Linked DNA regions of Gossypium hirsutum: regions 2 and 3 are each linked to region 1. A link is a contact called in public Hi-C data. All regions are on one chromosome and are shown on one strand. Each heading gives the region's core, a stretch centred on a gene start, on an enhancer-like site or on the middle of the called end of the contact. The rest is flanking DNA. Distances are from core to core; before and after follow the strand shown.

What was found. Hi-C and Micro-C count contacts between places; a contact is called where the count stands out from the background.
Region 2: a contact with region 1 is called in a Hi-C map of hypocotyl, with 3 times the contacts expected there. The contact joins the promoter of LOC121203456 here to the promoter of LOC107954349 in region 1. A contact is called at or near these places in 5 of 34 Hi-C or Micro-C datasets (hypocotyl and leaf).
Region 3: a Hi-C map of leaf shows a contact between it and region 1, with 3 times the contacts expected there. The contact joins the promoter of LOC107953215 here to the promoter of LOC107954349 in region 1. A contact is called at or near these places in 6 of 34 Hi-C or Micro-C datasets (all in leaf).

The regions. Positions count from the first base shown.
Region 1 is chrD07:17,930,876-17,933,618 of Gossypium_hirsutum_v2.1, reverse strand. LOC107954349 (DNA polymerase epsilon subunit C) reads left to right here and starts at 1,421. Exons shown (of 4, transcript XM_016889883.2): 1 at 1,421-1,873; 2 at 2,300-2,384. The coding sequence starts at 1,421. It overlaps LOC107954347 (pentatricopeptide repeat-containing protein At5g18475), which reads left to right. Exons shown (of 1, transcript XM_016889882.2): 1 at 1-1,224. The coding sequence ends at 1,074.
Region 2 is chrD07:17,608,279-17,611,021 of Gossypium_hirsutum_v2.1, reverse strand. It overlaps LOC121203456 (NADPH-dependent diflavin oxidoreductase 1-like), which reads right to left and starts at 1,338. Exons shown (of 13, transcript XM_041097633.1): 1 at 1,009-1,338; 2 at 857-934; 3 at 637-741; 4 at 1-11. The coding sequence starts at 1,149.
Region 3 is chrD07:17,633,630-17,636,372 of Gossypium_hirsutum_v2.1, reverse strand. LOC107953215 (elongation factor 1-alpha) reads right to left here and starts at 1,356. Exons shown (of 3, transcript XM_016888454.2): 1 at 1,187-1,356; 2 at 189-659; 3 at 1-112. The coding sequence starts at 650.

The DNA of each region.
Region 1 (2,743 bases), core at 172-2,671:
AGTACTTGTCTTAATCTCCTGATTGAATCGAACCAGGTTGATTTGGCTCGAGATTTTCTGTTGAACTCCAAGAAATCTCTCAGGTTGAGACCCAATACCTGCATTTTTAACATCTTGGTTAAACATCATTGTAATAATGGAGACCTTGAATCTGCGTTTGAAGTTGTAAACGAGATGAAAAAATCTAAGGTTTCTTATCCCAGTCTGATTACTTACTCAACCTTGATAGGCGGTCTCTGTGAAAGTAGACGACTTAAGGAAGCCATCGAATTGTTTGAGGAAATGGTTGGTAAGGATCAGATATTGCCTGATGCTTTAACCTATAATTTGTTAATTAATGGCTTCTGTCGTGAAGGAAAAGTCGATCGGGCGAGAAAGATAATAGAGTTTATGAAAAACAATGGATGCAGCCCTAATTTATTCAATTACTCTGCTTTGATGAATGGCTTATGCAAGGAGGGAAGTTGGGAAGAAGCCAAACAACTTTTTGTTGAAATGAAGAGCACAGGTCTGAAACCTGATACAATTGTTTATACTACATTGATGAATTGCCTTTGTAGGGCTAGTAGAATCGATGAGGCGATGTCATTGCTTAAGGAAATGAAGGAAAACAAATGTGAAGCCGATGTTGTTACTTTAAATGTATTACTTGGTGGGTTATGCCGAGAAAGTAGGTTCCATGAGGTGCTTCAGATGCTCGAGAAGCTGCCATACGAAGGTGTTTACTTGAACAAAGCAAGTTACAGAATTGTATTGAATGCATTATGCCAGAAAGATGAAATGGAAAAGGCAGCTAAGCTGTTGGGTCTGATGTTGGATAGGGGGTTTTTCCCACATTATGCAACGTCGAATGAGGTGTTGATTCAGCTTTGTAAAGCCGGAATGGTAGATGATGCAGTTACAGCATTGTTTGGATTGGCTGAAACGGGGTTTAAACCAGAACCACATTGTTGGGAGTTTCTGATTGAAATGAACTGTAGAGATAGGAAATTGCTGCCTGTTTTTGAACTACTTGATGAGTTAGTAATAAAAGAATGTACTCATAATCTTCATGTTGGTGCTACTTTTGCTTAGCCTCATGTGCTTGTAAAACTATCATTGTTGAGCATTTGATTTAGTGATACGTCCATGTATTTTCTCGGTGATACTTAACTATTACCGATTTATAGATTTTTTTTTGTCTAAAATTCAGAGTACAATATATTGAAGCTGGTCCCATCTGAATTGTGTTGCAGTTAATTGGATTTTTAAGACTTCTTTTAAAAGGGAATCCAACTTTTTGTCACTCACGAATTGGTTTTGTAGCCCATTTAAAGTTAAGCCCATGAGAGAACCCAATCTACATAATGGCCTTAGATATCAGATCCATGGAGTTCGGAGTTGAGATTTTCCGGAATCTGTGAGAGAGAGAGAGAGCGCAATGGCCTCCTCTTCCAAGAAACCCAAAGAAGAGAACAGGAACAAGAAGAATAAGGAGAAGAGCAACAGAACCGCTGACAAAGACAAAAAAAAATCCATTAAAAAACCAGAGAAGAAAGCAAGTGCCTCCAAAATACCTACCAAATCAAAGCCAAATCCCGAATCAAAGCCAGACAAAAGCAAAAACCAGAGCAGCAATGGAATCCCGGTCAAGTCCCAGGTTATTGCCGACCCATCTTCAAGCTCTGAATCAGAACCCCAAGAAAACAGAAACAACTCCCACAAGAACGTTAAACCCTACAGCAAAAGGAAGCGAAAGGAAGAAGTAGACGAGGAAGAAGAAGAAGCAAAGGTGTGTAAATTTCCAATGAACAGAATCAAGAGGATAATCAAGACTGAAGATTCACATATGGCTGTTTCTCAAGATGTTGTTTTTCTTGTTAACAAAGCCGCGGTAATTCCTTTTTCTTTCCCCCTTTTTTGGGGTTATTTTCCTGAATGCCTTTAGGGTTTCCTTTGAATCTTTTCCTTCCTTTTTTATAGTCTTTAAAGTCATAAAGTGGGGTTTTTTTCCCAATGTGTTTATCCTCCAAGGTTAAAGCTTGATAATCCTTTGCTGTCATTTATGGGGTCTATGTTTGGTTGAATGCATGCCTTAAATGTATTTTGAAAAGTTGGGATCTTGAAATTGTTGGTCTTAAATCATTGCTTTAATTCTGCTCAAATTTGTTGTTTTTTAATTTTAAAAAAAATTGGTGTTTTGCATGTTGTTTCTTCTTCTCTGTGGAATTGGTATGGTATGAGCATTGTTTGATCCAAAGGTAATTATCACTCTGTTTCATATTGTTTATTGTCTAAATGTGTTTTTGTTTTTTTGCAGGAATTGTTTCTTGAAAAGTTCTGCGAAGATGGATACAAATGCTCCATTAAAGATCGCAAGAAATCACTTAGTTACAAGCACCTATGTACGTTCCTTTTTGAATCCTCCTTGTATATGTTGTTTCCTTTGCCGGTTCTATCTGACATTACCGTAGAATATTAGCATGAGCCTTGACTTACTCGACCTTACACATATTTGCTCAAACAACACTAACTATTGCCAGGATTGAAGCTTGAGATGCATTTTCGGTAAAGATAGGGGTTTTCAGTGGTTTTCTTAGATATGTTATATGTTCATAAAGATTAATATCTATTGTTACAATAATGTTTCTGAGCTAAAAAAGTCGGATTCTTATGGAATGTGATACTGCCAATGGATTCTCACGGTTTGGTCAGCAGGATGAAAGCTTCTATAGATGAGTTTATAGAAACATTAGTTTAAAAT
Region 2 (2,743 bases), core at 89-2,588, 320 kb after region 1:
TTTGCAACAAACTGCAGCCACCACATGCCAAATTAAGTTTCGCTCTAATTATGCACCAGGAACAGCGTCAATCAAACTACATGCCAAGCAATTTAATAGAAACAAGAAACCCATAGAAAGCCACCGTATTCATAGCTTATGGCTTAAATCAAATTAATATCAATCACGAATGTAATCATGCCTTACAAATGTATAACAATCTCATTAATTAAACCCCGGGGCTATACGAGGTCGAATGCGGAGTCCTGATTTGAATCCAACTCTAAAAATCAAAATCCCATAATGTGTCTCGAGACATTAACGCATGTTTCTAGAGTGGCCTCCCCTGTTTCCCTATTTTTCCTTCAATGTGAAGATGTCTCGGGACATTGGAATTAGTGGCCTTCATGAAGCAATATGGATAATAGTGATCCGCATTGAAAATAGGCATTTGATAATAATCATAATGTCATCAAGAGTATATGAAGTCATTGGGCTCCTCAAACATTGTACTCAAAGATGAGGAACATTAACAGCACTGATATAAGCCACAAAAAATGAAGAATAAAAACAAAATATAATATAAATAAATGTTGTGTGAAAAACAGTAGATATGAATTTAAAAATGCAATAAAATCAACTGTAGAAAACCATTACATTATATTTTTGGTACCCTGAATCTCCTAATCCAAACACTGCATAGTGAATTCCTTCCAACCAATGGCTGCCAAGATTTCTTTGCAGAAGAAACCTCCAAAATACCTGCAATATAATAAATGTATGTATATAAAAGATTAGGAAAGCGAAAACAATAAATTTGAGGCATACTAGGAACAAAAATAGGATATTTGAAGAAAAAAAATAGGGTTAGCCTTGCCTTCATAGAATCTGGAGTATCCCCTTGGCCTGTGGTAGAAACAACAAAAATGACAGTGTCTTCAGCAGGCAACGAATTCTGCAAAACAGTATCAAGTAAGTTACTCAGAAAATATTTTTAAATGGAAAAAGAAAAAGGAAGAGATAAATTACAGCATCATAATCGTCGGTTGAACTAATAACGACGGTGCAGGCTCTTCGCTCAGCTTCTCGTGCAATACGCTCGGCTACATCTAATGCGTTTCCCGTCTGAGTTGCGTATAGTATGAGTAGTGTCTTCGTCTTCATCTCCATTGCTAAACTTGGAGAATAAAGTGCTCCTTCTAGGGTTAATCGGAATCGACGGAAGATTCAAGAATCTGTAGAAATAAGGTTCGCGGAAAAAGTGATCGCGGGTCGGGTTAAGTTAGAGGTTACGTCCAGATGCCTTCAGAACCCTTAATTCTCTGCTTAAACTCTTTTGGCCCGTACCGTGACTTTGGTACTTGTGCTATTTCTTTTAATCTCTATTTTTATTTTAATGTAAATTACATAAACAGTCATCTGATTATTAGAAATTTTATTGTCAAGTCTAGAGGTGTCCATGGGCCGGGCGACCGGGCCCAGCCCGATGACCCGTCCGAAATATGGGAGGATTCGAGTAAAAATATAGGCCCGAAATATGGGTTTGGGTAAAAAAAGAGGCCCGTTTAGAAAACAGGTCGGGCCTCGGGCACCACTTTTTTGCCCGACCCAGCCCGGCCCGAATATATAATAAATTTTTTTTATTTTTTATTTTTAAAATATTTTTAAAATACTTTTTTATTTATTATTTTTAAAATAATTTTTTGGTGTTTATTAAAAAATGGGCCAGTCTCGGGCTTAGAATTTTTTTCCCGAGCCGGGCCTGGACAAAATTTCAAGCCGATATTTTGGGTCGGGCCAGGGCCTAGGATGCGAGCTGAATTTTTTTGGGCCCGACCCGGCCCATGGACACCTCTAGTCAAGTCGCCTAACTTATCAATTTATCTTTTTAGTCCAAAACCGTTAAAATAAAATAAAAAATAAACCCAAAATGGTACCGTTTTGATAAGTTTTAGGTGCTTTAAAGCCCTGAAGAATAAAGGGGAAAAGAATGCATTGCTGCAGGGTTATGGGAGGCGCTACCACCTCTGCCCCGCCTTCCGCCGGCTCCGATTTTGGAAGCAACATGCTCTGGTTCTACACAGACGATGCTCCAGGCTTGAAGATCTCCCCTACCGTTGTCCTAATCATGACTCTTTGTTTTATTGCATTTGTCGCCGCTCTCCACATTTTTGGCAAGATATATCGCGCCAAAGCTGGAGCTGGACTATGAATCGTGACCCAACCCGGTCTCATTTTTTTGGGGATCGATGACCTATTCTTGAATCAGTAACTAAAAATAATCAAATTACACTATTTCCCCATTTTTTTAACTTTTAATATTATAAATGATGGATGGGTGGCAAGCTTGTAATTATCTAATGTTGTTTGATTCAGTTAATTTTCAAATTTTCATTAGAGTTAGTTCACTGTTTCTGCTGTTATAATGAACAACAATCAAAGAGTTTTAAAACACCGTTTTGGGGTTAAAAATAGTTTTTTTTAATTATAAAATTACATGAAAATTATGGGAAAAAAATAATAGAAAAAAAAATACATGTCATTAAGTTAACTGCCACAGTAGTCTACCGTTAGTGTTTTAACGGTTTTAGACTAAAAAAATGAAGGGCAATTTACCAATAAAAGTCTTTTTTTTTTAATTACCGAAATGGGCCAATTTTTAATTATTTACCGGAATGGTCCATTTTCCGCGAAATCGCGTCCACGTCAGCGCGATGCCAGGGTACGCGCCAGGAAATCGCGTCCACGTTAGCGCAAGTTGCAA
Region 3 (2,743 bases), core at 107-2,606, 300 kb after region 1:
GAACAAATGGAATCTTGTCAGGGTTGTATCCAACCTTCTTCAAGTAGGAAGAGACTTCCTTCACGATTTCATCATACCTAGCCTTCGAGTATTTAGGGGTAGTGGCATCCATCTATACAGAAAAAACAAACAAAAATTAGCATCAAAGTCTCCCAATAACACAAATGTAAACAGATAATGATTTTTACCTTGTTGCAACAGCAAATCATTTGCTTGACACCAAGGGTAAAAGCAAGCAAAGCATGCTCACGAGTCTGACCATCCTTGGAGATACCAGCCTCAAAACCACCAGTGGTGGAATCAATAATCAAAACAGCACAGTCAGCCTGCGAGGTACCAGTAATCATGTTCTTGATAAAGTCACGGTGTCCAGGCGCATCAATCACAGTGCAGTAGTATTTGGTGGTCTCAAATTTCCACAAGGCAATATCAATGGTGATACCACGCTCACGTTCAGCCTTGAGCTTGTCAAGCACCCAAGCATACTTGAATGACCTCTTGTTCATCTCAGCAGCTTCTTTCTCAAACCTTTCAATCACACGCTTGTCAATACCACCAAGCTTGTAGATCAGGTGGCCAGTGGTGGTCGATTTTCCGGAATCGACATGGCCAATGACCACAATGTTAATGTGAGTCTTTTCCTTACCCATTCTGTTTCACTGTACAAAACCACAAGAACAAAAAGAGGGGAACAGTTAAAATCAAAATATTAAAAAAACGTACATATGAAATTTCACATGGATCATAAATGTGTTTTCAAAAGCTGCTAGAAAGAAAATCTCTAAACTCAGAGCTAGGCTGATTAAAATTCATAACTCAGAGATGAAGAAAGACATGGTCTCAACTAAGCTTATGTTGAACAATAATAAAAAGAGAAAATGAGAAGACAAGTTGTTTACCCAAGGCAAACAGTATCATTCCGAAAAAGCAAAGTAAACAAAAATATACACCAAAATAATTTCAGATCACCTTATTATCTTAGATTCGATCCAATAAAAACAAGATCTATCGCGAAATCAACATTGAAAGAGAAAAAAAATCGAACCTCAAAAATACAGATTAAAATCAACAACAAATCATAAATCTCAACACAAGATGAATCCATATATATATACAAAGCTTCAAATCATCGTCTTAGATAAAAATAATAGAAGAAAAGAAAGGATAATGAGATGAGACTACTCGCCTTGAAATCGAGGTCACAAGAGCAGTAGACGGCGAAGGAAGGAACAATAAAATGAAAATGAAGAATTGGGGTAACCGGTAAGGGCTCTGCCTACTATATATATTGAGAAAAAGCAACAAGAGCTAGGGTTAGGGTTACACAAGGAGATCCAATTAAGGCAGTTTTACGAAATTGCCCTTGTATTTCGTTTGATTGACTACAGTTAAAGCCGGGGGTTCTCTGGGAACTCTCTGGACACTATCGAAACTACTGGCGAAACGCTGTCATTTGTATTTTACTTAAATTTATTAATTAACTTTTTTATGTCACTATTTACCCATTTAATTATTTCATTTTAATTAATTAAATATTTCACTTAATTAGAGTAATTATTATTTAAAAAATATACAATTATACAATTAATTTTATTTATTTCATGTAATATAAAATAATTAAAATATTTTATAATAAGATATTAATTATCTATAAATTTTAATAGTTTAAATAATATAAGCATTTCAAATATAAAATATTTATCAACTATGAAGTAAATTTATTCTCTGCTTTGTAGCATTCTTGTCTTTGCTTTATAGCACGTTTTTCCTTTTCTCTATTTTCTAGTTTCATTGCTCTCTATTTCCACCATTGTTAAAGGATGACAGATGTGGAAGAGAATATTGCCAATCTATCCCATGGGATGAGGAGGATGAGGTGTTGTAGTTGGGTACAAAGAAACCAGATTCAATGGTCTCTTTTGATAATTGTTTTGTGGGCTCTTTTCTAACGTCGAGTCTAGTTAATTTTCAGTCAATGCAAGCAACTTTGGCAAACGTTTAGCATTCGATTGAGGGTATTTCGATTTCTGATCAGAATGAAAGAAGGTATATTTTTTGATTATATCATACGGTGGATGTAAACAGAATTAAGGCTGGAGGACCATGGAATTTCAATTCTCATCTTCTCGTTATGCACCAGTTAAAAGATGGGGACGAACCAATGGTTATGCCACTGTTTACTGTAGATTTTTGGGTTCTATTCCATGATCTACCGCATGGGTTCATGCCCGAGATGGTGGCAAAGCAACTAGGTAATTTTATTGGGGTGTTCCTTGAGTATGATGTGAAAGTTGTTTCATTGGGGTATAAAGGAATAATGCAAGTAGGCGAGTGGTTTTTTACTTTCTTTGTGGAAAACTTGGTCATGGGGAAAGTTTTTGTCTTGTTAGGATTCTCCAAGAAAAGTAAGATTTTAAGTTAGGGTTGGACATCTCCCTTCAAGCTCCGACTAGGCAAGCGATGGCGCCAAAGAGTGTTTGGCTGAAGGAGGAGAATAGTTTTGGTGCCCCAAATTATGGGGTTACCAATATTAGAATTTTGGGAATAAAGGGGATGATGCATGCTCGTAATCATTTGATGATCACAAGTACAATTGGTTATTCAATCATTCTAACAGGTAACTTGAAAACAAAATAACAAAGTAAGAATAAGTTAAACAAGATAATGGATGAAATGATAAAACTTCAACCCGACACAAACCCAAAAAAGAATCAACATTATGGAAGAACGTAACCCGTTTTCT